Linked DNA regions of Mus musculus: regions 1, 3, 4 and 5 are each linked to region 2. Evidence: chromatin contacts called from public HiChIP or PLAC-seq and promoter capture Hi-C data. All regions are on one chromosome and are shown on one strand. Each heading gives the region's core, a stretch centred on a gene start, on an enhancer-like site or on the middle of the called end of the contact. The rest is flanking DNA. Distances are from core to core; before and after follow the strand shown. Region 1 holds the start of Kansl3 (KAT8 regulatory NSL complex subunit 3). Region 2 holds the start of Rpl31 (ribosomal protein L31). Region 3 holds the start of Cox5b (cytochrome c oxidase subunit 5B). Region 4 holds the start of Cnnm3 (cyclin M3). Region 5 holds the start of Ankrd39 (ankyrin repeat domain 39).

The links. Promoter capture Hi-C pulls out the DNA fragments that hold promoters and counts their contacts. HiChIP or PLAC-seq counts read pairs in DNA pulled down with a chosen protein or histone mark. Capture Hi-C pulls out chosen DNA fragments and counts their contacts.
Region 1: a promoter capture Hi-C map of liver shows a contact between it and region 2, with 2.7 times the contacts expected there. The contact joins the promoter of Kansl3 here to the promoter of Rpl31 in region 2. A contact is called at or near these places in 2 of 39 promoter capture datasets (liver and pre-B cells) and 1 of 9 other capture datasets (liver).
Region 3: a contact with region 2 is called in a promoter capture Hi-C map of liver, with 3 times the contacts expected there. The contact joins the promoter of Cox5b here to the promoter of Rpl31 in region 2. A contact is called at or near these places in 3 of 39 promoter capture datasets (liver and pre-B cells).
Region 4: an H3K27ac HiChIP or PLAC-seq map of large pre-B cells shows a contact between it and region 2, with 7 times the contacts expected there. The contact joins the promoter of Cnnm3 here to the promoter of Rpl31 in region 2. A contact is called at or near these places in 2 of 39 promoter capture datasets (liver and pre-B cells) and 1 of 115 datasets of contacts at active chromatin or transcription factors (large pre-B cells).
Region 5: a promoter capture Hi-C map of adipose tissue shows a contact between it and region 2. The contact joins the promoter of Ankrd39 here to the promoter of Rpl31 in region 2. A contact is called at or near these places in 3 of 39 promoter capture datasets (the C10 cell line, liver and pre-B cells) and 1 of 9 other capture datasets (adipose tissue).

What each region holds. Positions count from the first base shown.
Region 1 is chr1:36,366,788-36,372,387 of GRCm38.p6, reverse strand. It overlaps Kansl3 (KAT8 regulatory NSL complex subunit 3), which reads left to right and starts at 3,207. Exons shown (of 22, transcript NM_001310513.1): 1 at 3,207-3,283; 2 at 4,354-4,619. The coding sequence starts at 4,405. Fer1l5 (fer-1-like 5 (C. elegans)) reads right to left here and starts at 198. Exons shown (of 53, transcript NM_001277076.2): 1 at 13-198. The coding sequence starts at 97.
Region 2 is chr1:39,365,022-39,370,620 of GRCm38.p6, reverse strand. Rpl31 (ribosomal protein L31) reads right to left here and starts at 2,770. Exons shown (of 4, transcript NM_001252218.1): 1 at 2,366-2,770; 2 at 482-607. The coding sequence starts at 2,472.
Region 3 is chr1:36,689,773-36,694,730 of GRCm38.p6, reverse strand. It overlaps Cox5b (cytochrome c oxidase subunit 5B), which reads right to left and starts at 3,244. Exons shown (of 4, transcript NM_009942.2): 1 at 3,042-3,244; 2 at 2,447-2,520; 3 at 2,181-2,280; 4 at 1,343-1,534. The coding sequence starts at 3,144. The coding sequence ends at 1,422.
Region 4 is chr1:36,509,653-36,514,890 of GRCm38.p6, reverse strand. It overlaps Cnnm3 (cyclin M3), which reads right to left and starts at 3,024. Exons shown (of 8, transcript NM_053186.3): 1 at 1,738-3,024. The coding sequence starts at 2,980.
Region 5 is chr1:36,545,961-36,551,075 of GRCm38.p6, reverse strand. It overlaps Ankrd39 (ankyrin repeat domain 39), which reads left to right and starts at 3,824. Exons shown (of 4, transcript NM_026241.4): 1 at 3,824-3,990. The coding sequence starts at 3,891. It overlaps Sema4c (sema domain, immunoglobulin domain (Ig), transmembrane domain (TM) and short cytoplasmic domain, (semaphorin) 4C), which reads left to right. Exons shown (of 15, transcript NM_001126047.3): 13 at 248-408; 14 at 500-570; 15 at 708-2,437. The coding sequence ends at 1,537.

The DNA.
Region 1 (5,600 bases), core at 1,958-4,457, 3.0 Mb after region 2:
CTGGGTTCTCACCTCTGAAGTAGACAGTTACGAAAGCTTTGGGTGTGGTGCTGAGGGGAGGGTTAATCGAAGCGGACTCCACAACAACCCTCAGCATCTTGGACGCTTGTTCCCGCTCCTCCTTCCCTGCACAGGGCCACCTCTTGCTCCTTGGAGCTCCTCCGTCCCAGGTTCACAGGGTGAGTGGAGCTTAGCAACAAGAGGAACATCACAGAGATAAGAGGTTCTTGGTTCCAAAGAGAATCTCTGGGAGGTGAAGGACGCATGACAGAGTGTAGATAAGACAAGTGGCTTGAGGCCCACACAGACAATCGACCTCCCTGCTTTGAGGACTCCTCCTTCCTTTTCTTCTGTTACTGACCTTTTGAGTTCAAAGTCAGGCACAGAATTCTCTTCTGTCTGGAATGAATTACTGGCAAAATCATGCAATTTAGATGAGAAAATACAAGAAGTGAGACCATCAAGATCTATATACAGGAAAATCCATGATGCCTCACGGGAGGGGGAGGGCTTTCTTTTTTCTTTTTAAGATTTATTTATTTTATGTATATGAGTACACTGTGGCTGTCTTCAGACACACCAGCAGAGGGCATCGGATCCCATTACAAATGGCTGTGAGCCACCATGTGGTTGCTGGGAATTGAACTTAGGACCTCTGGAAGAACAGTCAGTTCTCTTAACCCCTGAACCATCTCTAACCCAAGGGGAGGTCTTTCTAATGGAAAAGTAAAACATTTGGCCTCTTTTTTCCTTTGATTTTTTTTTTTTTTAATTTGGGGGACAGGGTTTCACATAGCCCAGGTTGGCTCTGACTTACTGTTGTATAGCTGAGGCTGTTCTTGAATTCCTAATCCTTCTGCCTCTGAGGGGATAGGTAGTTTGATTTTATAGTAATTAATGCTAAGAAAGCTACTTCATATAAAGACAGGCTATAAAATGGCAGAAGTGTTCTCAGAAATGATTGGGCAGTATGCCCTGATACCAAGCTAAAATTCACTTAACGATTGTTTTAGGAAGCCCAAGTCAGCCATTCAAAATGCAATTTCTAAGACTAGGCATTCTGTCACAATCCAAAGAAATGCTACTTTGACACATGCTGAAAGATAGGAAAATATTAAGAGCCTTTGTTTTTGTAATAAAACTATCAGGTTTCTGTAAGAGCAGAAAACTTTGTGTCTACAGCAAAAACACTGCAATTGATAACATACAGTAGTCTAAAATCTGAGCCAAGGGGTTTCGAAAGATTTGTTGGCACTCTAGCTAGCTAAATGGCACGAGCCGTGCGAAAGTGCATGTTGTGTGCTCAGAACCAAGGCTGCAGTGACATTGTGGATGTGAGTCATGAACTGCCAGTTACACCCCTTGAATTAATTTTCAGTCGTTGTACACTTAGAAACATTTTGTAGCTTAATTTTCCCGACCCCTCTACCTTATTTAAGCCTAAATGGGATGGCAACTGAGTGTTTAAAACAGTGTTCTATGGTGGTGCAGGCCTATAATCCGGACACTTGAAAAGAAGAGGGGCAGAAGAGTCAGAAGTTCAAGGGCAACCAGGAAGTGGTGGGCATGCGCAGAAGACGGATCTCTGTGTTTGAGGCTAGCCTGGCCAACAGAGCTTGTTCCAGGACAGCAGGGCTCCATAGAGAAACTCTGTCTCAAAACACAAAACAAAAACAAAAACAAAACAAAAACAACCAACCAAACAAAATCAAAACCCAAATCGAACCAAACCATCAACCAAATTCAAGGTCTTCCCTGGCTGCATAGCTAGAATGAGCCTAGCCTGAGATACATGGGACCCTGTCTCTCCATCCCCTCCATAAATGAAAAAACAACCAATAACACTGAGTTCTAAGACCGGGAGGTGGGGGTCGCTCATAGTAATTGCCATCAAGAAATCAATGGAGCTCTTGACAGGTGGCAGAAATAATTGACTGCATTCCCCTGGCAACCTGGTGAATCAGGGTTTAGGCATTTGCACATTTCAAAGTTGAGAAAAAGGCTGAGCCAAGCAGTTAAAAGTCGAACCTTAAATTCATTGTTTTTAATAGCTGAGTAGTACTCCACTGTGTAAATGTACCACATTTTCTGTATCCATTCCTCTGTTGAGGGACATCCGGGTTCTTTCCAACTTCTGGCTATTATAAATAAGGCTGCTATGAACATAGTGGAGCATGTGTTCTTATTACCAGTTGGAACATCTGGATACATGCCCAGGAGAGGTATTGCTGGATTCTCTGGTAGTACTATGTCCAATTTTCTGAGGAACCACCAGACTGATTTCCAGAGTGGTTGTACAAGCTTGCAATCCCACCAGCAATGGAGGAGTGTTCCTCTTTCTCCACATCCTTGCAAGTATCTGCTGTCACCTGAATTTTTAATCTTAGCCATTCTGATGGTGTGAGGTGGAATCTCAGGGTTGTTTTGATTTGCATTTCCCTGATGATTAAGGATGTTGAACATTTTTTCAGGTGCTTCTCAGCCATTTGGTATTCCTCAGTTGAGAATTCTTTGTTTAGCTCTGAGCCCCATTTTTAATGGGGTTATTTGGTTTTCTTTAGTCCATGTTTTTGAGTTCTTTATATATATTGGATATTAGTCCCCTATCTGATTTAGGATTGGTAAAGATCCTTTTAAATACCTAATTAAAAAAACCTGGGGGAAAAAAAAATTGAACCTTACATCTGTCCTCTGCCTCATCTTCCACCTCATCCTAGTCTGAGCTGTACCAGTTTCTTATTAAACTCCGCAGAGCCCTAGAATTGTATCCCAACATTCTGCAAAGCTTTCCCTCCCTCTCTTCATCTCCCCATCTCTCTGGTTTGCTTTGAGGTCTTGAGACAGGGTGTCATGGTGTAGCTCAGGTTGTTCTGGAACTCACCTCGATCCTCCTGTCTCAGCCTCCAGAGAGTGCTAGGATTATAAACCCCGATGGGCTGAAATAAACCCCACCCGCACACTGCAAATTGAACCCAGCTCTGTAACAGGGAAGGGGACACCGAGCGCTGGGGTGGTCTGAACTATCTTGCTCTTTGTCCTCACTTTTCCCACAGAAAACGCAGAGGGAGAACGTCTCTGCCCCGGGAGTCGCGCGCGCTTTCCGCGTTCCCCACAGGTTAGCCAGGTCCCGGGCGCGGATCCGCTCCGGGCTTTGCCGCTCGCCGCCGCGCGGTTCCGGGAGAGCGATCTGCTTCCGCGTTTTCCTCAGAGCCCAAGGCGCCGGGAGGTAAGGCGCACGCGCATTGGGGTCCGGCTCGGGCGAGCGCGCGGCCGACAACTGCGGGTGAGACGCGGTTTTGCCCCGGCGCGGGTGGTGGCCCGTGGGGTTCCAGGCGTTGGGCGGCGGGCTCGGAGAAGCCCTCGGGGCTCCGCGGGCATGAGGGGTCGGGGGCTGAAGCCGCGGGCCAGGCCGGGCCGGCCGGGCGGGGCGCGGGAGGCAGACGCGGCGCTGGGGCGGCCGAGGCGCGAGGCCGAGGAGGGCCCCGGGAGGGGAGGTGGGGCCGGGCGGCTCCTCCTCGCCGGGAACTCGGGATGACCTTGGCCGAGTCGTCCGGGCTCCGGGGCCGCCGCCCGGGTGGGCCGTTTTGAGGTTCTGCGGTTCCGTGGCGGGAACCTCTCAGAGGAGCGGGCCGTTTGCTGGGCGCCTCGCCGAGGGAGGGCGAAGGAGGAGAGGCCTTCTGAGGGCCCGGCCGGGCTGAGGGCGGGCTCTAGTTTTTCTCTTCCCAAAACTCCGGAGTACCATGAGGTTGATGCAAACCTTTGGTGGAGCGTGACCCTAGGAGAGTCCCCTTGACCTCAGCCCAAAGCAATGAAGCTTGGAGGCCCGCGGTGCCCGCCTGTTGTGCTGGGGCCACCCGAGCAGACCAGCCCTGCCCACGTCCTGTTTAGGGGACGAAAAGTAGGGACCTTTAGCTTTTGATGAATTCATGTTTGTGATCCCTCTGGTTTGCAAAAACCTTTACCACCCAGGAAGAAAATTGCCCAGCAAATTTAGGTTTTTGTTTTTGAGATGGGATCTCAATATATTGCTCTGGCTGTCCTGGAACCCACTCTGTAGACTAGGCTGCCCTTGAACTCCCGGAGATCCGTCTGCTTCCGCCTCCCCAGTGCTGGGATTAAAGGCGTGCGTCACCACGCCTTGGCAATTGCAAAGGTCATGTTTTTGTGAACTGTGGAGTCTTGTCAGTTTACAGTTATAAAATTGTGTATGGCACCGTTCTGTTTGGTGGCGGTGTGGGAGGACACATAGATGTGCATAATCAAAGATCGAATGCTGAGCATAAAGACATGTTTTGATAGTGAAAGTTGGGAGAAATGGAAGCTATTGAATTCACAAGCCCCCTTTCACTGCAGGTGACTAGCATGCAGATATTCACACCCTGACTTGGCTGCTTGACTACTGACATGGCCCACCGGGGTGGGGAGAGGGACTTCCAGACTTCAGCTCGGCGGATGGGTACCTCCCTGCTCTTCCAGCTTTCAGTGCATGAGCGGGAACTGGACCTCGTTTTCCTGGATCATAGCTATGCAAAACCGTGGAGTGCCCACCCAGATGCCAGTAGTGCCCGCCCCACCCGCATGCTCTTTGTAACCCCCCGTCGGCAGCAGGAGAATACTATGTGAGTTTGAGAATACCATGTGAGTTTGGGTTTCCTTCTTAAGGAAGTGATGCGTGGCGGGGCTTAGATGTTCTTAGGAGTGATTGGGGCTGCAGGGTGAATGGAGAGCTTGGATGAGCAGCATCAGAACGGCAGGGCAAAGTTGGACACCTACACAGACATTGCCAAACATGAGTTAGGAAAGGGAGATGCGCAAAGGAAAACAGCCTAGCTTGCTTAGTTCCCAGTAACTAGATAATTCCTTCTTCCCTTTACTGCAGCATCTAGTTTGTTTGGCAGTGGCTACAATCTATCATTGAGTCTCTGGCTTCAGTGCACAGATTGGGAGACAGTTCCCAAAACATTGCTTTCAATTCTTACCTCCTTACAAAAAGCCACCTGTGGGTTAATCTAAACCCTTCCTAAGTAAGTCTCTTTATCTTTCCAGCCACCCTATGTCAGGGGGCAAGAACATTTCAAAAATGTACTCTCTGATAAATGATTTGATTATATTTGACCTAACTAATTAATTTTGAACCTTCTGACTTCACTCGTATCAGGATTTGTTGAGACACTCTTTTTCTGATCATTACAAATTTTAAGATAGGAGATTTTGTGTTTGTTTTGACTTCATGTTTAATCTTTCCTCAAGCACAGGTTATTTTTGTTTTGTTTTGGTGGGAGTTGAGATCTTGTATTTGGGTTCTATACACACACACACACACACACACACACACCCCTCTCTCTCTCTCCAGACAGTAAGTAGTATGAACTCTGATCTTCCTGCCTGCACCTCTCAGGTGCTCGGATTATAGATCTGTGTTACCTCCATCACTTGGGTCTTACTGTGTACCCCTGGCTGGCTTTGAGCTTGCTGTGTAGTTCAGGTTGGCAGCCTCCCTACGTTCCGATTGCAGTCATTGCTGTGGCTTAGAGTAATAGTTTGCTTATTTAAGATAGGGTTTCTCTATGTAGCCCTGGCCATCCTGGCACTCTCTATGT
Region 2 (5,599 bases), core at 1,521-4,020:
TATTTAGGCCCCAGATCTCTACAAACTTCTCCATGCTCTCGTGTACCACCACTCACCGTACCTCAAGGCAGATACTGCAGTTCTCTGTTGGATAATCTAATACACCTCAAACCGTATGCTTATGATAGCAGCTGTACCCCGCCCCATCTTACTTAATCCACTTTCAAGGGACTCCCCAACCTCGGTGTTAATCCCCTTATAGGCTACAGGACATGACATATATCAACCCTTCTGGGCAGCAGAACACTCCTTCCCAGGGAGGCCAACACCTTAGGCTCTAAAGCACTGCTTTTTCCTGCAGCCAATGGAGCTCTTCCAATACTGCTGTCTCCCTTACAACAGAAGACACAAGCTTAGCCTGAGGCATTGTCCCAGTATCTTTTCTACCCTACATCTGCTAACTGAACTCTCAAATGTGACACACACACACTATATAAGGAATTGGATAAGCTGTCATCACTGCACCAAGTAACTTCAGTACCTTATTCCCTTGGCCCAGACGGCTTTATTGAGCCTGGTGTCAATGCGCACATCTGGTGTCCCCATTTCCTTCATGGCAAACTTCCGAATTTCTTTGAGTGCCCGAGGAGCACGCTTCTTGAAGCCCCTAAGGTTCAGAACACAAGCACATTAAAAAAAAAGTCAAAAATTATATATGTAAATGGCATGCCATCATGAAACGAAGAACCCTCTGGCCAAGCATGAAATGTCCAGCTACTAGCATCAGTACTTAAGATGTAGGGGTAAATTCCAAGCATCCTATAGTTCAAGATGTCCCGCTCACTTTCCCAGAGTATCAGTCACCAACCAGGCCTGCTCACAGCAATCCTGAATGATGGTCCTGATGATCCAGCGGTTAAAAATATCTGCTCTTGCAGATGACCTAGGTTTGATTCCAGCACCAATGTGGAGCATACAAGCATTCAGGCAAAACACTCATACAAAAGGAAGACAAAGTTCTGTGGAATTGAGGCAGGCACTCTCCTATGAATATAGCCAGGGTACATGATAGAGGGCTATTAAAAAACAAAAAACTTGAACCTTTCTAGAGCATGGTGCACGCACCAATGATCCCAACATGGAGGCTGGGTGGGAAGACCTCAAATCCAAAAACCAATCAACCAAAAAAGCCCAGGTCTGTTCAACACCCGTCAAGTCCACTCCAAGTGAGACAAAGAGCATCTGCTTTCTCTATTCTACCTACCCGCAGCCTGTCTCTAGTGCCCAGACAACCCACTTCACAGCTAGCTTGAAAAAAACTCACGCAAGCAACCAGTCAGGTGGTATCACTTACAAAGACCAGGAAAGAGATGGAGCACTGAGCAATCTCAATGTTATGGTTAGGGAATTGGAAAAAGTGGGGCTGCCGCAGTCAGTGAGTAGATCTCAGAGGGCAGACCTAGCACTGGGCTCAACTACTACCCGAATGAATGAGACAGGGAAAGCAAGGAGTGGAACAAAGCAGAGGCTTGGTTTACACCACAATGGGGACCAAGAAATTACCAAAGAATGAAGGAGGCTAGAGATTCTCACATAGGGCCTTATCAACAAAATACAAAAGGCCTGGGGGGGGGGTACGACTCGCTTCTACAATGCTCTATTCAAGGCTGCTTTTAAAGAGTACCTTTCACCTGAGAGCGACTCTTCCTTCCACATACTGGGCAACACCCACACCACCTTTAACTTGTGGCCTACTTTCACTTTGTCACAGGCCTAAATAGTGCTTCATAGTGCTTAATATGCCCAACCATAGAGGAAGGAACGTGGCCGACCACCAGCAGTATTCATACCGGGCAAAGACCTTGGGGCAACCCACTAGGTGCAGACACACATTTCAACCCGGCAAAATCTCTCCGAAAATACTAAACCATCAAGTCCAAGAACTCAAGCTCTAGGGCTGGAACGCAAATGCAGATAGGTCGTGTACAAATAAGGACCGCAATCACTCTCTGTAACCGCCACTTTACTACAACTTGCCCCGAATTTGCACAAATCTGTATAATCGGACGACGAAAAAAAAAATCGTATTTCGCACTTGAGGTAGTAACCGGCCACTTTCCTGCAGCGTACAAGTCACTGACTTTCCTTTTACACGTCCGGATTACCAGAACTCACGTTTTAGCACCACCAACCTTCCCCAAGTCTAACCGCTCCCTCAAACTCCATCACAGCCTCCAGTCTCCATTTCCTAGCCGGTTGCCGTGCAAGCCAAACCCCGCACACCTTCCACGTACACACAACCACACCGGAATAAACCCGCTTGCCCTCTAGAGCACCCAGTCTGTAAGCAAGGCTCGCGGGTGACAGCCCAGCCCGGCCGGAGCCCGAAGGGGGTCGCGGGCCACACCGCCCGCCCGGTACTCACACTCCATGGATGCGCTTGTGAATGTTGATGGTGTATTCTCGGGTCACCACCTCGTTGATGGCAGAACGGCCCTTCTTCTTCTCGCCACCCTTCTTTGCGGGAGCCATCTAGACGCAGGCGACAGGGAGGGAGGCTCTAAGCAGGTAGTGGGAAAGCCCAAGCCCGAGCTAAGGTGCACCCGTACCCCGCAGGCCGTCCTCCCACCGCCCCGGACCGCAGAGCCTCCGCGCGGCGCGGGACAAACCCCACCGAGCCTGCCCGTCCCGCGCCGGGCGCGGATGGCGCCGGATTTCAGAGCCGCGACCCCGCAGCCATACTCACTCTGCCGGGCCCAAGTAGGAAAGGAAGGGCGCGAGGGTTTGTGGGAGGGAAAGTCGCGTAGCCGTACAACTTCCGGGTCACGGGGAGGCGAGGAGGAAGAGGTGTGGCGAGGGAAGTTAGGAGTTAGGCTGGGGCGTAAATACAGCGCGCGTCAGGGGCGGAGCGAGCGGCATGGGGCGGACCCAGGGCGGGCCCAGGGCGGGGTCGATCTTGTCAGTCTTCTTGCAATCTGCCTTGAGCAGTGGAGGTGCGGGATGGGATTTAAATCCCAACCCGAACCCGGATTCGGAACGCCCGGCCGGGAGGGAAGATACTCCAGTTTTTCGGGTGCACTCGCTCACTCACTCTACGTTTGTTTAATCTATTAGATACTGTGCTTGGCGGAAGGTCCCCGGAATGACCGAGACGACAACAAAAGAATTTATTTTCCAAGTCGAAAATGCCCACGGAAATGCCAGGCACGTCCGTAGAAAATAGATCTCCGAATCTAAACATGTCCGAATAGCCTGTCTATTGGAGTTTCAGCAATGAGCAAGTTTCAGGATCTCACAGGCAAGAAGACAGGCAGGCAGAAACTCCACGATCTTACAAGGAACCTATGTCTCTGCCTCCTTTGGCTAAGGGATGCTGGGGCCTTTGGATTCCCCAAAGGTCAGACTTGGGGTGGACAGGCAACTGCTCTCTCTCTCTTAAGAAAATAGTGTCCACAGCCACGTGTGGTGGTGCACACCTGTGATCCCAGAACTTTGTGGGTTGAGTTAGGTGATCAGGAGTTCGAGATATCCTTGACTGTAGTGGGCTAAACACGCTTGACAATATCTGATGACTTCTCAGTGGGGCTAGGAGGAAAGGAGCAGACAGGCTCGGTTCTAGTTCTTAGAGAATCCAAACCAGAAGGGGTTCTATGGGAGTGCTGATTGGTACTGGGGTTGAGCTCAGAAAATTGCAACGCAATCTCCCAAGCAGAGCCACTCAAAAATAATTTAAAAGGAAGTCTGGAGCGATGCATTCAGGAGGCAGAGCAAGAGGATGCCAAATTAAGGACGGACTACACAGAGGCCAGTCTTGGCTACACAATGAGACTAGATCCAAGAGTAAGGGGAGGAGAGAGGGAAGGGGAGAGTAGAGACTGAGGGAGGGAGAGGGAGGAAGGGCTATAAAGAGAATATGAAAATGTGAATTTGGGATCTTTAGCAAGAAGACAGAGGAGCCCACTAGTCAGAGTGTGCTGACTTGAGCAAGAAATGATAATTAGTTATGGTTAATAAATAATGGTTAATTAGAAAAGCTGAGTTTATAAAAGGCTGTGAGTTCCTGACTTCATACTAAAAGTAAAACATGAATAATTTAAGGAGTCAATAAACTAGACATATCCGTCCACACATGATTAAGCTAAAAAATCAAAAAGGAAAAAAAATTCCCCTGCCTCATTTCTAATGAGCTTTTCTACAGAAAAGCAAGGCTATTTATCTCCATAATATGAAGTCCATCTGAGCACTAATAGCATTTCTCTAGATGACTCAGATTAGATTTTTTTCAGTATATTACTGGCTGACTTTGAGATCGTCAAGCTACAACATGAACAGAAATTAAAGCCATTTTATATCGCTAAATTTTTACTAGGACATTTTGGCAAGAGTGCAAAGTCATGACTAGGAACTGCTTCACTTCGCCAGGTGTGGTGGCACACACTTTTAATTCCACAGTGGGAGGCAGAGGCAGGTGGAGCTCTGTAAGTTGCAGAACAGCCTGATCTATATAGGGAGTTCCAAGCCAGCCAGAGCTACATAGTGATACCTTGTCTAACAATGACAACAATGTTGTTTGTACAAGGGGATTTTAGTTGTTAGAGACAGAAGGTGTTACAATTTTAGTTTGTTTGTAGTATCTTAAACTGAGGTCACATTCAATCTTGACTCTTGAGCCAAGACACTGTACTTTTCCAGACAGTATGATCATGGTTTTTCTGGGACACAGATGTAGTTACAGAATGACCTTTTAATAAGCAAAGATAATGAATGAAGAGGTCAGTGATTACAATTCCCATGATGCATGCATTTAGTGGAAAATTACACAATTATAGGTTTTTGAGCGAACCCAAATTTTGAACATGTGCACAATTCAGGCAGAGTTAAATTAAATTAGGAGCACAGCATACTCCACCCTCTTTTAATGACTTCCAGATAGACAGCCTTAGGAGAATGAATACACTGTGTCCATTAACAATCTTGTTCCACTTAGGAGTCTAACCATCAATTAAAGTATGACTACAATTAAACTATAAGTTTGTTTCCAGAAAAACCCAATCTCTAACCCTTAGACAATGCTAGGGTAAGAGAAAAAAATAGGTCAGAGTTCCATACAGACTTCATGTTTTTAGGGTTCATTTCAAGTTCTTTCCAAATGTTCCTCTTGGTGAATGAAAAATATTTCCTGCCCACTCCACCCCCACCCTCAGGATAGAGCAATCAAGGGTACATATCTATAGCAACCTCATGGTATCCAAAATGGATCCTAGCTAGAGAACCAAGAAGGAGCCATCATCATTTTACAGAAGAGGAGAAATTACAGACCTGTCTATCTTAATAGAGCCCTAGAAGGAACTTTAGCTTCATGCAGCCAGCATCTAGGTGGCTCCTAAACCATGAGCTCCTAAAGTGGGTAGTTTTCAGAGGCAGCTTAGCACCCTGGGACATGCATCTGCACGGAGTTCCGTGCACAACCTTCTCCAAACAAAGTGGCTAGTCAATTCTTATACCCTCAACTAACTCCCTAGCAACCTCTGGTGACTCCCCTTTTGTGGTTGAACTTGCTGGAACATATCTTAGAACTGCAGGCCGGGCAGTGGTGGTGCACACCTTTAGTCCCAGCACTTGGGAGGCAGAGGCAGGTGGATTTCTGAGTTCAAGGCCA
Region 3 (4,958 bases), core at 1,995-4,494, 2.7 Mb after region 2:
TTTAAAGTGAGATTGGCAGAGGAAGATTTTTTTTGGGGGGGGGGGGGGTTTTACAAGACAGGGTTTCTCTGTATAGCCCTGGCTGTCCTGGAACTTTGTAGACCAGGCTGGACTCCAACTCAAGAGATCCGCCTGCCTCTGCCTCCCAAGTGCTAGGATTAAAGGCGTGCGCCACCACGCCCGGCTGGCAGAGGAAGATTTAACAGCTCAACGGGACTCCCTTCCCACAGCAAAGGCCTCAAGTGGCCAATCGATGCCTGACTGCTTGGAAGCAGAGATGATCACTCAGAGGAAAGAGTGGAAGCAAAGGCTTACACTACACCTTCCAAACCGGTCACCAAGATGGTGGGCCACTCCACTTTCCATCCCTGAAATCAACCGGGAAATTATGTATAGTGAACCCGCTTAATAGATAGTAACCAAAGTCACCTCTGGCAAATTTCAACACAGAATGAGAAGGCATTTCCACTTTATAGGGATCTGCCTTGAGAATTTCAACATGAATCATAAACTTGCTGGCTGAGATGAGCTGTGGCTGCCCTCCCCAGTTTATATTTCCGTGAGTATTTCCAAAGAAAAACTCCTCACACATAAAAATTCAGTAAATACCTAGGCACCAATACTAAGCTCCAATCATCACTGTTATTTTATAGAGTGAGGTCTAGGTCACCCAGGCTCAGGTATCGTCTCACGGCAGTCTCTCAAGTGACTGGGACTTCCATGACCGGGTCCAGCTCAGTGCGTCTCTCTTTCTTCATTCTCCCTTTTAAAGGGAACCACTGACAGGTGCAGAGATCACAGTGACAGTTCTCACTGGAGGACAGAGTGGGCTGGAGCTCTGTAACGTCCTTCCCCTAAGTCCTGCGTCAGGGTTAGTGTCTCTGTAGCATATGGCCCAGTTATTCAGTCATTAGCAGGGCAAAACGGAACCATGAAGATCTGAGCAAGGTCAGCATATTGTCACTGCTCTTGCCCCTAACAATCCCCCTTGGTTTTTGCCCCCTCTACATTATATAAAAGTTAAAATTTAAAAGAATTTTTAGCCAGGCTGTGGTGGCAGATACTTTTAATCCCAGCACTCAGAATCTGAAGTCAAGGCAAGCCTGGTCTACAGAGTGAGTTCCAGGCCAGCCAAGGCTACACAGAGAAAAGAGAAACCCTGTCTCGAAAAGCAAACAAATAACAGCAACAACAAAAAGTTTAAAATTTTTTAAAAATAAAATTCTAACAATTCTATACTGGTTTTACATTCTAAGTGGATGCCAAACTAGTATTAAGAGATAGGTGGTCTCAATATATATATATTAAAAAAAAAAAGACTATAGACATAAGACTAGCCAGCTATGGGAGGAGCCAGTGCAATGGCTAATCTTTATTAGAGAGAAGTTTTTCTTTACATTCTGAAAAGATAACACAGGGGCTCAGTGGGCCATTTGGTGGGGCACCAGCTTGTAATGGGTTCCACAGTTGGGGCATCGCTGACTCTCGCCTTTGTGCAGCCAAAACCAGATGACAGTACAGTTGTCCTCTTCACCTGAAAGGGAAAGACGGTTGACAGTCATCCAGCGTCCATGTACAGAGGGAGGCTTTCAGCATTCACCTCTTTCCTACAGACACTTCGGACACAGCAACAAAACTGCCACTGACTAGGAGACCACTTCACGCTCCGCTCCTTCAAATGAAAAAGCGGGGATGCATTTACCTGTGAGTAAGATAACCTTGTATGGGGTCACTGTAGGTTCTAACAATTCCAGTCCCTATGCAAAATTCCAAAACAGGATCTGTACTCATGTGTATCCCTAGTGCTTGAAACAAACAGTACCTGGCATATGTATGTACATACGTGTGTGTGTGTGTGTAAATAATCTGGGCTGGAAAGATAGTTCAGCAATTAAAAGCATGGACTGCTCTTCCAGAGGACCTGAGTTCAATTCCCAGTAGCCACAGCAAAGTGGCTCACAGCCTTGCTTGTAACTACAGCTCCAGGGTCATCTGCCTTCTGTGACTTCTCATGCATACTGAGACTTAAGACAGTCAACAACCCTTACAACAATGTATACACATATTTACATTTTTACACACATACAGTCCATCATACACACATATCTGAAGCAATTTATAGACATTCTGTGAGGCAGGTTATAAACAAATGGGCCAGAAAATAAAAACAAAGTGCTTACAGATGCAGCCCACTATTCTCTTGTTGCTGATGGACGGGACTAGATTAGGGTCTTCCTTGGTGCCTGAAGCTGCCTTTGGAGGTAGCATATTGTATGGGTCCTGAAAGAGACAAGAGTTGACTATTTATGACAGATAACGCCTGCCACTGCACTGCAAAAGGGCCGTTCCTACAAGCTGGGTTGTCAGGACCAGACGCTGGCTGACAGGAACTCCTCTAATCCCATCCAAGCCCCAGGGCTCCAGAGGACACAGCATTTCTCCTTACCAGTCCCTTCTGTGCTGCTATCATGATCTCCCTCTCCAGCCCAGTAGCCTGCTCCTCATCAGTGGGGACACCACCTAGAAGAAGAAAAATGAGCTACGGCAATTGATATGACCACGATGGATACACGATAAAAAGATCAACACGGGAAAGGTGACGTTATCCGCTTCTTTGGTGGGTTCCCAAGCTACCCATTCCCACAGTCCCCTAAGCCCACTGAGGCATGACTCCCAAGCCATACCGTTTTTCCCTTCCCACCGCGGAAGCTTGGTTGTCGACTTTCCCTACAATCAAGTCATGAGAGTATACTGGCTGGTGGCGGGCAAGGGATTTGAATGTTGGTCCAGCGCTTTTTCAGCCCTCCAAGTCCTTGTGTTCCAAGGTCACCCGGCACCTTCCAGTGAGGGCACTTTGAAAGCGGGTTCGATCGGGTGGGCGGCCGAAATTACAGCAAGACCGGACAGAGCGCCGGCTCCCGGAGCCTAAGGTGGTCAGCAGGGCTCGAGAGAACGCTAATGGCCGACCCCGCTCGACCGCCCATCACCAACCACGCCGGAGGCCATGGACACCGGCCTGTCCCGCCCAGCTGGTCACGTACCTCCAGAAGCCATGGAGCGGGTCACGGCCGCGCCACGGGGGCCGTGGGCCCTCAGGGCCTGCGCCGCCAAAGCGCCCACTCCGCGAAGTAACCTTGAAGCCATCTCGCCCGAGACAAGCAGATGCACTTCCGGGAACAGGCTGAGCAAGATGGGCGGGACTTCCGTTGGTGGGAGTCTAACAACGCCCGGTCAGTCTTCCGCTTCCTGCCCCGACCAGCCGAAGCAGCGCTAAAAGTAGACGCCGCACATGCGCAGTTCTGCCTCTTCGTGGGCCGCGCAGACTCCCGCCGCCTCCGGGGCGTGGCGTCAGTCACCCTGACAGCTAGCGGCTTTCGGGTTCATGACCTGTCCGCTTGAGTGTTCGCGCCCAGTGTCCCAGCCACATAGTAGTTCTTGTAGTGGAGGTGCTGTGGAAGCCGAAGTTCCCGCAGTCAAGGGCTTCCACCACGAATCATACAACCTTGGGCGTGAGCTCAGGAAGCCTGTTGTGTTTGTTATGCCTGTTAGCCACGGGTTCGAGACTGCAGACAGCTTTAGTTGTTACCAAATTGTTGCAATGGCCCACTCCGTCAGAAATTGACAGTACACCCCCCCACACACACAGTCTTAGCCTCAATTCCCTCCTCCACTCTGTTTTGTTTTGTTTTTTAAGCACGGTATCACTATGTAGCCTGGCTGACCTTTAACTCCCTATGTAGATCAGGGTGGTCTAAAGCTCACAGAGATCTGGTTACCTCTGCTGGGATTAAAGCTGTTGCACCGTCCTCAGTTTTCCTCCTATAGTAATGTTATGGGAGGTGATGGTGTTGGCCCCAGGGACAAGGATGAGGGGGGTGCGGGGGGTGCGGTGCAGAAGGGCTTTGGAGGCATAGATGTAGGATACCTCCTGATGGCCACTCCACCACGATGAGGATACTAGGAGGAGGAGGGACAGAAAGAAAGTTAATAATGCAACTGGAAATGACAATAGGCACCGTGGCCAGAAGTCTCTAATTTAGACAGAAAACGTCCTCCATTGCTCAGTGTTGCACACAGGTAAAGCCTGACAACTCACGGCAGAGCGTTCACTAGATTTCCAAACACTGGCTTCTTCGATTTATTCTCGTTGTGGAACATTCCTGAAACACTATGGCTGCATACAGTATCTATGCTTCCCTAATTGCGTCCCAGTGATGAAATCTTAAGTACCTTGCAGAGGCCTGACATAATAATATCAAATGACTTTTAGTAAATCCTGCCGCTTGGACCAAAAATATAGTTTATAGAGCTTGTGACTACAAAAGGTCAAGTTGAGGAAAACTACAAAGGACTAAATTCCTGGGTGTTGTCACCTACCCCTTGTAGGTTATTTTCAAAAGGGTCTGGTGGAACATTCCTTCAGAGGAACTAACCTGGTCTTCATGGCTGCCCTCAACCAAGAAAAAAAAATAGCCTATAATGAGGCACCAAATTTCTTGACTGTGAAGATGGGCTTACACTTTGCATAGTTTTCATTTTTACTTCCTTGTCTCCACTACAATCATCTGGATTAATTCCTAATTCAAGGCATCTTTCCTCCAATGAACCCATTATTGATTTGTGTCCACATTAAGAGGGAAAACCCCAGTCAGCCCCATCAGCCAGCTCCACCATCTTTCCTCCTTTAGAGAACACTCAGGAAAACCAAGACTAGATGTCTTTGTTAGGGTGAAGAGACACTGTGACCACGGCAACACTTATGAAGGAAAACATTTAATTGGGGCTGGTTTACAATTCAGAGGTTTAGCCCGTTATCATCATGGAGGGAAGCAGGGCAGCATCCAGGCAGACATGGTGCTGGAGGAGATGCTGAGAGTTCTACCTCAGGATCCACAGGCAGAAGGAAGTGAGAGACGCTGGGTCTGGCTTGGGCTTTTGAACCCTCAAAGCCCACCTGC
Region 4 (5,238 bases), core at 1,775-4,274, 2.9 Mb after region 2:
GTGGCTGTCCAAGAAATCACTGACAGGCCCTGGGGCCTGAGACCCACTTCAGGGGGGCTTGCTCCATTTGCTACACCCTATCATGCAGCCCAATCCAGCCAGAGCCCTGGTGCACATCCACCCTCCACTCCAAGGAAGCACGTCTGGTGCGCAGGAGCACCCATGCTCTGCAAAGCAGCCCAAGGAGGAGCATGGAGTGTTATAGAGGAGCCTATACCTTGTTTTTGTTTCAAGACTGTGTAGCCCTGGGTGTTCGTGCACTCAGACATCCGCCTGCTTCTGCTTTCCTAAGTGCTGGGACTGAATGTATGTGCCACCTGTCCCCTAGGGGTCCACATTTAAATATGTGGAGCGGCTCATAGTTTTTACTTTCAACTTTAGATGTTCACATGTATTTGCTCTTGCAGAAGACCTGGGTTTTGTTGCCAGCACCCATACGGTGCCTCACAACCATTTGTAACTCCAGTTCTGGGGGATCCGAAGCCCTCTTCTGACTGTCTCAGGCACCAGACACACACACCGTGTACATAAACACATGCAGGCAAAACACTCACACACAGAAAATAAGTACATCTTAAAAAACAAAAAAGGGCTGATCGCCAGGCCGTGGTGGCGCCGCCTTTAATCCCAGCACTCGGGAGGCAGAGGCAGGCAGATTTCTGAGTTTGAGGCCAGCCTGGTCTACAGAGTGAGGTCCTGGACAGCCAGGGCTACACAGAGAAACACTGTTTCAAACAAACAAACAAAACAAAACAAACAAACAAAACAAAAAAATAGGGGTTGCTCAAAAAGAATGAAAGGAGACATTAAGGTAAAAAAGGGGAGAATGGAGATGGGGTTAGGGAAGAGCAGGTAGCTGACATGCACTGAAAAACAATTTAAATGAAAGAGAGGAAGCAAGAGCACCAGAGGATGCAGGGTTCAGTTCCCAGGACCAGCAGGGTGGCTGGCTGTAATTCCAGTCTCAAGGAACCTAGCGCCTTCTTCTGGCTTCCATAGGCACTGCATGCATGAGGAACAACACAGGCACTCATAAACATAACAATAAAAATCTCAAAAAAAAAAAAAATTAAGAGGGAGAAAAAAGCCAGGAAGGAAAATTAAGTCATTATTCATGAGTTGCTTCCGATGACATTAAAATGGAAGTTCTCTCAGTACCCACAGTAAGTATTATGAGTCCTTTCTAATCCCACAATCTGAAAGGGCCAGGAACCATTACAGGTCCAGCTAATTTAATGCTAAAAAGGCAAAGACAACAGTTTCCAGTTACCTAACCCTCTTGACATCATTTTAGTTACTATCCAAGAATCTGGGGCAACTAGGAAGCCCAAGTGCACAATACAGCCCAGGAGAAGGAAACCTCTGGGATTAGAGCCAAGTAGGCATGCTTGCTGCCTGCCAATGGATCTTTTTATTCATTCATTTACTTTTGAGACAGAATCTTTAGTCCAGGCCGGCTTCCATCCTTCTAAGTAGGTAGGCCACTGCTTGGGTTTATGTGGTACTGGGTAATGGTCAGGGCTTCATGTATGTTAGGCAAGCACTGAGCTACATCCCCAACTTTTTTAAAATTTTCTATTTAACAAACAGGGTAACCACCTTCCGATCCTCCCGCATCAGACTCCCATAGCACTTCCTTCCGCTTCTAAAAGGTGGGTCTTTAAATATTTCCAAAGGTCATTCGCAGGTACAAGGCCATCACTTTCTGGGGCCTTTCTAACAGGGGCGTCCCCTTACCTCGCTTGAACTCCTCCAGGACAGCGTCCAGTTTGGTATCGTTGAAGACAAAGTGGAGTGGATGGTTGTAGAAGCGGGTGATGGTGCTGAGCGGTGTGCAGTCCTCGGGCTCAACGATAGCCAAGTCTTTGAGGTAGAGCATGTCCACGATGTTGGAGCGCTCCTCCTCGTACACTGGGATGCGCGTGTGGCCGCTCTGCATGATGCTGGCGAGGACGCTGAAGTCTAGGACAGTGCCGGAGTCCAGCATAAAGCAGTCTTCGAGCGGCGTGAGCACGTCCTCCACGGTCCGGGAGCGCAGCACTCCCTTGCTGAGGTCGCTGTAGGGGTCGCCGCCGCCGCGCGCCAGCTCCAGCACGCGCTCCCGCAGACGCCCCGGCCGCGCTGCCAGCTCCAGCAGCTGCCCGACCGGCAGCGCCACGGGCAAGGTGAGCAGCACCGCCAGGCGGCTGAGGCCCAACGCGCGCGGCGCCAGCGCCAGCGCCCAGCGTCCGCTCACGGCGGCCGGCAGCACCTCACCCACCAGGAACACCAGCCCCGCGCAACCCAGCACGGCGGGCACGGCGCGCTGGCCCGCCGCCCCGTACAGCAGCACGGCCAGTGCCGCCTGCGCCAGGCTGGCCAGAAGCAGCAGCGCGCCCAGGGCGCAGCCGGCCCAGCGCCGCGCGGGTTCCAGGCGCCGCGCCGCCGCGCGCTCCGCCTCCGAGCCGCTCTCGCGCAGCACCTGCACCTCGGCCGGCGCCAGCGCCAGCGCGCTCAGCTGCAGGCCGCGCGCCACCGCCGCCAGGGCCAGCAGCCCGGCCGCCCCCAGCCCCAGCGCCCAGGGCGGCGCCGCCTCCTCCGCGGCCCCACCACCCGGCTCCACGCGCACCGCCAGCAGCGCGGAGCGCGGGTGGCCGGCCTCGGCGCGCAGGCGCAGCAGCGCGCGCCACTCGCCCGTCGGGGCGGCCGCCTCCTCGGGCTCCGTGGCCCGTCCGCCCTCCGGGCAGCCTGCGCCCTCGGCGGCTACCCAGGTCCAGGAGCTGTTGGCCAAGCCGGAGCAGAAGAGTCGCAAGCACAAAGTGGCCTCTGGCGCTGCCCTTCCGCGCAGGGAGCCCGCGCCCGGTGCGCTGTCCTCTTCCGTGCAGAAGTTCAGCAGTCCCGCGCCCGGCGCCGGCGCCGCCTCCCCTGCGGTGCTGCCCAGACAGAACGCGGCAAGCACCCAGCCCAACCAACCCACCACAGCCGCAGCAGCCGCCGCCATGGCCTGCTACCCCTTCTGGGCCTCGGGCGCAGCCTACCCCACTCACCCGCGCCTCTGTTGTTGCAGCCAATCGGCGCGGGCCTCCGCGTCACTTTGACCAATAAGCGGCTGGCGGGGGCGGGCTCTGGGGAGAACTAGGCTGCGCCGGGGAGTAAACAAGCGGCGCGGGGCGGGGCGAGCCGGAGGGGCGTGGGGCTCCGCAGGCAAGGGAGGACGCGGGGCGGCTGTCTGGGACGGCCTCGGAGTTCCCGGCGCGTGTGGACGAGCAAAGGAAGGTCATTAACCCTCTGGCCAGCAAGGCTAAGGGCTGAATAAGAACCAGGGACTGGGCACAGGGAAACCTGGAGTCGTTTGTTTAAAACATTTTCTTATCATTTGTATTTGTATGTGGGTTTGCGCTTGCGAGGGCAGTGCTTTGGGCAGACGCAAGAGGGCGTCGAATTCCCCCTGGAGCTGGAGTTCCAAGCTAATGGGAAGCTGTGCTGGGAACTGAACTCTGGTCCTCAGCACACATTCTTAACCTCACCCAGCTCTATTGGTTTGTTTTAAAGCTAAAGTCTCTTAGCTTTGCGTTGGGCTCTGTGGATATCAAGACAGACACCTGCTTTTGAGGAAGATGCCTTGATAGGAAGGTCCATAGTAAATACTCAAACCCAGAAAAATCTGTTTCCTTGAATCTTCACACTTGTTTCATGTAATTAAGCTTACAATAAAACGATGTTTAGAGACTGATTCTGTGTGCCTTTGGTTTCTGACATGCACCTGACATTCGGGTCATTCAGCCATGCAGGGAGATAGCAGCTGTCAGGAATTTCCATACATGCTAGCTTCACAACCACAGTTTATTCTGATTCCTCGGGTTGAGAAAGCTGTTTGAGAGGGTTCTTTTTGTCCTTATTTTGGAAGACACCTGCATGATCAGATGGAGCATTCTTCGTTCATTGTATGTGGTCTTTATGGGATTAGCTTCTCTATGGGTATCCCTGTTTTTTGCATTTTTCTCTCTACTTTCTCCCTAAATGTACTAAGACATGTACACATCTTATACATATGTTTTGTTTTGTTTTGTGTCTGTGTGGGCCCAAGTGTATGTATGTGTGTTGTGTATGCAGGTGCCGAAGGAGGCTAGAAGAGGGCACTACATCCCCTGGAACTAGAGTTGACATTTGTGAGCCACCATGTTGGTTCTGGGAACCAGGCCTTCTGCAAGAGTGGTAAGTGCTCTTAACCACTGAGTCCATCTCTCCAGCCTCTTGAATTTTTTTTCTAAAATGGATTCTGTAGACATAACTGAAACAGTCCCACATGGCATATGTGCATACACGCAAACATACACATACAAACATCAATTTTTTTTTTGAGACAGTGTTTCTCTGTGTAGCCCTGGCTGTCCTGGAACTCTGTAGACCAGGCTGGCCTCGAACTCAGAAATCCACCTGCCTCTGCCTCCCAAGTGCTGGGATTAAAGACATGTGCCACTACTGCCTGGCCAAACATCAATTTTAAAATAACAATAAAAAAATGTAACAAAGCAAACACCTCATAAATGGGGGCAAGGTATGATCTCCCTGGCTAGCTTGTGCATCTTAGCTCCATGTGCTCTTCATTTGCTCGTGTGACAAGCATTTCCTACACTGAGTGTGTGCGGGACAGGTAACTTCCCAAAGGCTGGAACTCTGGCAGGGACAACAGCTTCCACCCTCGTGGTGCTCAGAACCAGTGCTGGGATCCCAGGAAACATTTTAAGACCCGGTTGGAAGTGTTATAAGGAGAGGACGAGGAAACATTGGGGAGATGATGCTAACGGAGATGTAGGTAATCAAGGAGGGAACATTTGAACAGAGGTTGATATGAGGGGCAAGCCTTATAAGGTCTGGGAAGAAAGGTCCCAGAGAGAAGTGACAGGAGGGGCGAAGGCCTGGGACAATGATCTCTTCCCCACAAAGCTAGAGCAGCTGGTATGTCGCAGGGGTTCAGCACCAAACACACTTGTGATGGACAACAGACCGCTCCAACTTTATCCCATCTCTGTATACACGGCTCCAACTTCATCCCATCCCTGTATACACATTTCTACGTTAGCCTTTCATTTGGGGTATTCTTTCCATTGCCTACCCAAGTGCAAATCTTTTTCCCCTGATGGCAGGGCCTTCCTTTGTAGCCTAGGCTGGCCTCAAATTCCTGATGCTACTGCCTCAGTCTCTTGTGTGCTGAGATGACACGTGCCAGCACGAACAGCTTACCCAGGGTACTGGAAG
Region 5 (5,115 bases), core at 2,575-5,074, 2.8 Mb after region 2:
AAGTGAGCGTACGCCTCAGCCTCACGGGTCTGCCGTCCGTCCCTGTCTAAGAAGGTCATGTCTGTAAAGTGATTAGGATTTTGATGGCTTGTCGTAAGCCCTCATCAAAATTGTTCCTCTGGCCTGGATTTTTCTTCCGCTGCCTTTTTCTTCCTTGGGGGACCTAGTATGTTTATGCTCTCTGAACAAATCTCAGCCATCACCCCGAGGCGTGGTGTGGCTTACCCTGTGCTTTGTTTTACTGTAGAAGGTGCTCTTTGCTGGCTCCCGCTCTCAGCTGGTTCAGCTGTCTCTGGCCGACTGCACAAAGTACCGTTTCTGTGTAGACTGTGTCCTGGCCAGGGACCCTTACTGTGCCTGGAATGTCAACACCAGCCGCTGTGTGGCCACCACCAGTGGTCGCTCGGGGTGAGTCAGTCGTCTCTGAGTGCCAGGGCCAGGAGGGGGAGGCTAAGGTGATTGGAGTTGGATCTCTGATGCCACTTCTCTTCCCTACCAGGTCCTTTCTGGTCCAACATGTGGCGAACTTGGACACTTCAAAGATGTGTAACCAGTATGGCATTAAAAAAGGTGAGCTGTTTTCCTTTTGTTCCCTCATTTTGAGGATGGGCCCCTGGATCACAGCCAGAGTTAGTTTATCACCTCTCACTGTGGGACCTGGGGTTCCTGCATTAACACTGGGTTCTCTCTCATTTCTGCCTCTGCAGTCAGATCTATTCCCAAGAACATCACCGTTGTGTCAGGCACAGACCTGGTCCTACCCTGCCACCTCTCGTCCAATTTGGCCCATGCCCACTGGACCTTCGGAAGCCAGGACCTGCCTGCAGAACAACCTGGCTCCTTTCTTTATGACACGGGACTCCAGGCGCTGGTGGTGATGGCCGCACAGTCCCGTCACTCTGGACCCTATCGTTGCTATTCAGAGGAGCAGGGGACAAGACTGGCTGCAGAAAGCTACCTTGTTGCTGTCGTGGCCGGCTCGTCGGTGACACTGGAGGCACGGGCTCCCTTGGAAAACCTGGGGCTCGTGTGGCTCGCTGTGGTGGCCCTGGGGGCTGTGTGCCTGGTGCTGCTGCTGCTGGTCCTATCGCTCCGCCGGCGACTTCGAGAAGAGCTAGAAAAGGGTGCCAAGGCATCTGAGAGGACACTGGTGTACCCCTTGGAACTGCCCAAGGAGCCTGCCAGTCCCCCCTTCCGTCCTGGCCCCGAAACTGATGAGAAACTTTGGGATCCTGTCGGGTACTACTATTCGGATGGCTCTCTCAAGATTGTGCCTGGTCACGCCCGGTGCCAGCCTGGGGGTGGGCCCCCTTCCCCACCTCCTGGCATACCTGGCCAGCCTCTGCCTTCTCCAACTCGGCTCCACCTAGGAGGTGGTCGGAACTCAAATGCCAATGGTTATGTGCGTTTACAGTTGGGCGGAGAGGACCGAGGAGGATCTGGGCACCCACTGCCTGAGCTCGCGGATGAATTACGACGGAAACTACAACAGCGCCAGCCGCTGCCTGACTCCAACCCAGAGGAGTCTTCAGTATGAGGGGACCCCCCCACCTCATTGGCGGGGGGGGGTCTCATGGGAGGTGCACTCTTAACTTTTGCACAGGCACCAGCTACCTCAGGGACATGGCAGGGGCACTTGCTCTGCCTGGGACAGACACTGCCCAGCATTTGCCCGGCCGTGAGGACCTGCTCAGCATGGGCACTGCCACTTGGTGTGGCTCACCAGGACTTCAGCCTCACAGGAGACACACCCTCCTCTGTGAATTTGAGACATGTGGGACCCCAGCAGCCAAAACTTTGCAAGGAAGAGGTTTCAAGATGTGGGCGTGTTTGTGCATATATGTGTTGGTATGCATGTGGAAGAATGTGTGTGTGTGTGTGTGTGTGTTGTAACTTTCCTGTCTCTATCACGTCTTCCCTTGGCCTGGGGTCCTCCTGGTTGAGTCTTTGGAGCTATGAAGGGGAAGGGGGTCATAGCACTTTGCTTCTCCTACCCCCAGCTGTCCCAAGCTTTGGGGCAGTGATGTACATACGGGGAAGGGAAGGACAGGGTGTTGTACCCCTTTTGGGGGAGTGCGGGACTCGGGGGTGGGCCTAGCCCTGCTCCTAGGGCTGTGAATGTTTTCAGGGCGGGGGTTGGGGGTGGAGATGGAACCTCCTGCTTCAGGGGGAGGGGTGGGCAGGGCCTCCCACTTGCCCTCCGGGTTCGGTGGTATTTTATATTTGCGCTCTTCTGACAGGGCTGGGAAGGGTTGTTGGGGGAGGGAAGGGAGGAGGTGGGCATGCTATGGATACTGGCCTATCCTCTCCCTGCTCTGGGAAAAGGGCTAACAGTGTAACTTATTGTGTCCCCACATATTTATTTGTTGTAAATATTTGAGTATTTTTATATTGACAAATAAAATGGAGAAAATGAAATTTAACCCTGCCACACAGATATTTTGACTCAAACCCACTTATTGACCTAAGAGGGACTCATCCTTTGGTCTGGGCCATCATGGTCTTAATGCCTGTCCGTGCATCTCTGGAGGGGCCAGCTGAGACTCAAGTGTTTTCCCACAGTGATGCCTATGGGACTGGGAGCCAGAGCAGGGCTACTCTGCTTGGGAGCTGGACTTGGCCTGGTGCCACAGGGAAACAAGGCAGAGCGTTCGGGAAGAGGAGGAGAAGGAGACGGTCTTCCCAGAACTATAGGGAGGGTGAGCAGGGAGTCAGGGGCTGAAGGAGAGGCTTCTCAAGTTGTGTGGACAGTGTCTTTATAAAGATGGAGATTAGGACAAGCTCCGTGGGAGGGGAAGAATGCTAGTCTCGAATGTCCTATCTGGGTAGGGATAGTCCCCTATTGCCACCCAGTCAGTATCAAGCCCTTGTCTTAGTGAGGGAGTGGTGTAGGCCCAGATGTTCCTGGGAAAAACAACAGGCCCAGCCTGGATTCATTTCTGAGCGCCCTTAATGAGAGCTGCCTGCCAATCGGATTTCGAGAAGGAAAATAGGAAGGAGGAAAAAAAAAAGACATTTTAAGATTTTGTGTTGTGCTAAATTTGATGCTGTTGTTGGCTGCAATTTGGACACACCTGGTTTAGATCAATCTAACCGGTACATAGGAACAGAGACCACAGTGAGCTCTCTGCCCACCCTTAGCTGCCACCCCACCCCCCACCCCCCATACACTTGGATGACCCTTGAGCAGGCTGCTGTTTCCCTGAGTGTGGGTCAGAAGAGGCTGGGAAATACTTGAGTGTGTTTCCCTTAGCTCAGTTGTCTGCCCAGTGGGTGTTGGCAACCAGCGCCCACTGAGTGGGCAGAGGCTTAAGCACAAAGGTGGTCTACCAGGTCCTTGCCCTCAGGCCACCTGCTTCCTGATGGATTGCTAAAGAACGAGGGTCAGAGTGTTAGTAGCTTTCTGGCGGGTCACTGATCTGACCATGGATGGCCTACAGCTCAAGTGATGCTTGGGAGATGAGAGAGGGACTATGGGCCGCGTCTAGAGTCCTTGTGCCCTGGGGAACCTGCGAGGCCTCGGTTCTGGCGAATGCGACATAAACACTACCAGACAGGCCAAGCTGCCTGGTCCCCTCACCCTACAAGGCGAGGCTGCACGAACTGTCCTGCCTCCTCCCGGGGAGCTCAACGGATTCCCGAGCCTTTGCTCTTCCTTGTGCTTAGTTAGCCTTGGGCGCCCTCCCGTGGTAGCAAAGCAGCAAGGCTCAGTCTATCCAGCCACACCTCACCACTTTCATTGGTTGCTAAGCTAAGGTCTAAATGCAGGATTGGTTGGCCTGGGGCGAGGAGGCGGGACTCGAAGGTCAACTACGGACGTCGAGTGGTCAACCTGGGACGGAGGGGTGGGCATTTCGTAGGAGCGCTTGGCTGCAGTCCCGGCCGCCGGGATGGCGGCGCCGCACCTTTGCGCGGATGGCTCCTGCTGCTCTCACCCTAGTGCGGTGCCCGGGGTACAGCAGACGCTGGAGGAGATGGACTTCGACAGGGGTGAGAGGGGTGAGGCGGCCGCGTTGCCGGCGGCGGGCAATCTCCAGCCCCATCTCCGGGAACGTGGACTGAAGGAGGCCTCGAACCGTGTTTGGAGCTTCCGGGCCTGGTGCAGGAAGGCTGGCTTCAAAGCGTGGCAGGAAGCCCCTCGACTACTCCGTCTCGAGTGCGGACGGGTAAATTGAGGCATTGGTTTCTGAACTGGGTCTGGAGACCAACCCAGCTAGGAGACAGCCTGGTCAGGTGACAGAGGAGCTAGGGAAAGAATCTGCAGTTGGTGGTTCGTATCCACCGGGGAGGTCAGGGCAGCTGGCCCTTGCTGCTCTCGGGTGTGAGTGTACAAGTTTTAGCAATGACAGTGATCTCGAAAGATTTACTGTGGAGCGCAGGGGTGTGACTGTTTTGTCCAAAATCATACAGAGATTTTGCTATTAGCAGTGGTCCCTGTTCTTCTGTGCCGGTTACCATGTTATCCCCAGGAACAGGTAGTTTGTGCAGTTGTAGCAAGGTTGTCATCAGTGTAGGGCTGATGATACGGAACACTTGATGGTTACCATAGGAATGGCTTCCTAGCGGGCGGCGTTTCTCTACACCTCTGCTACCCCCATCTTTTGGACTAGGGACATAATAGGACTCCCCGCTTCCTCCTCTTGAAGTGTTTTCTCCGCTGTACCTTTAGAAAATAACAAATGAGATGATTACATTTACGCTTTTTTTAATTTAAAGACTATTTATGTGCATTTAGCTCCTGGAGGCCAGAATAGGGCTTCAGATTCCCTGGAATTGGCAGTTACAGATGTGACCAGCTGAGAAACAACCCTGGTCCTTTGCAGAGCAGCCAGAGCGCTCTCTCTCTCTCTCTCTCTCTCTTTTTTTTTTTTTTTTTTGAGACAGGGCTTCTCTGTATAGCCCTGGCTGTCCTGGAACTCACTTTGTAGACCAGGCTGGCCTCGAACTCAAAAATCCGCCTGCCTCTGCCTCCTGAGTGCTGGGATTAAAGGCGTGCGCCACCACCGGCCTGGTGCAGACAGAACTCTTAACTGAGCCGCCTCTCCAGCGCCTCCTATTGCGTTTAGTTCCCCAAGCCAGACTGACTGTTGTGTTTCTGTACCTCTTTATGGTTCT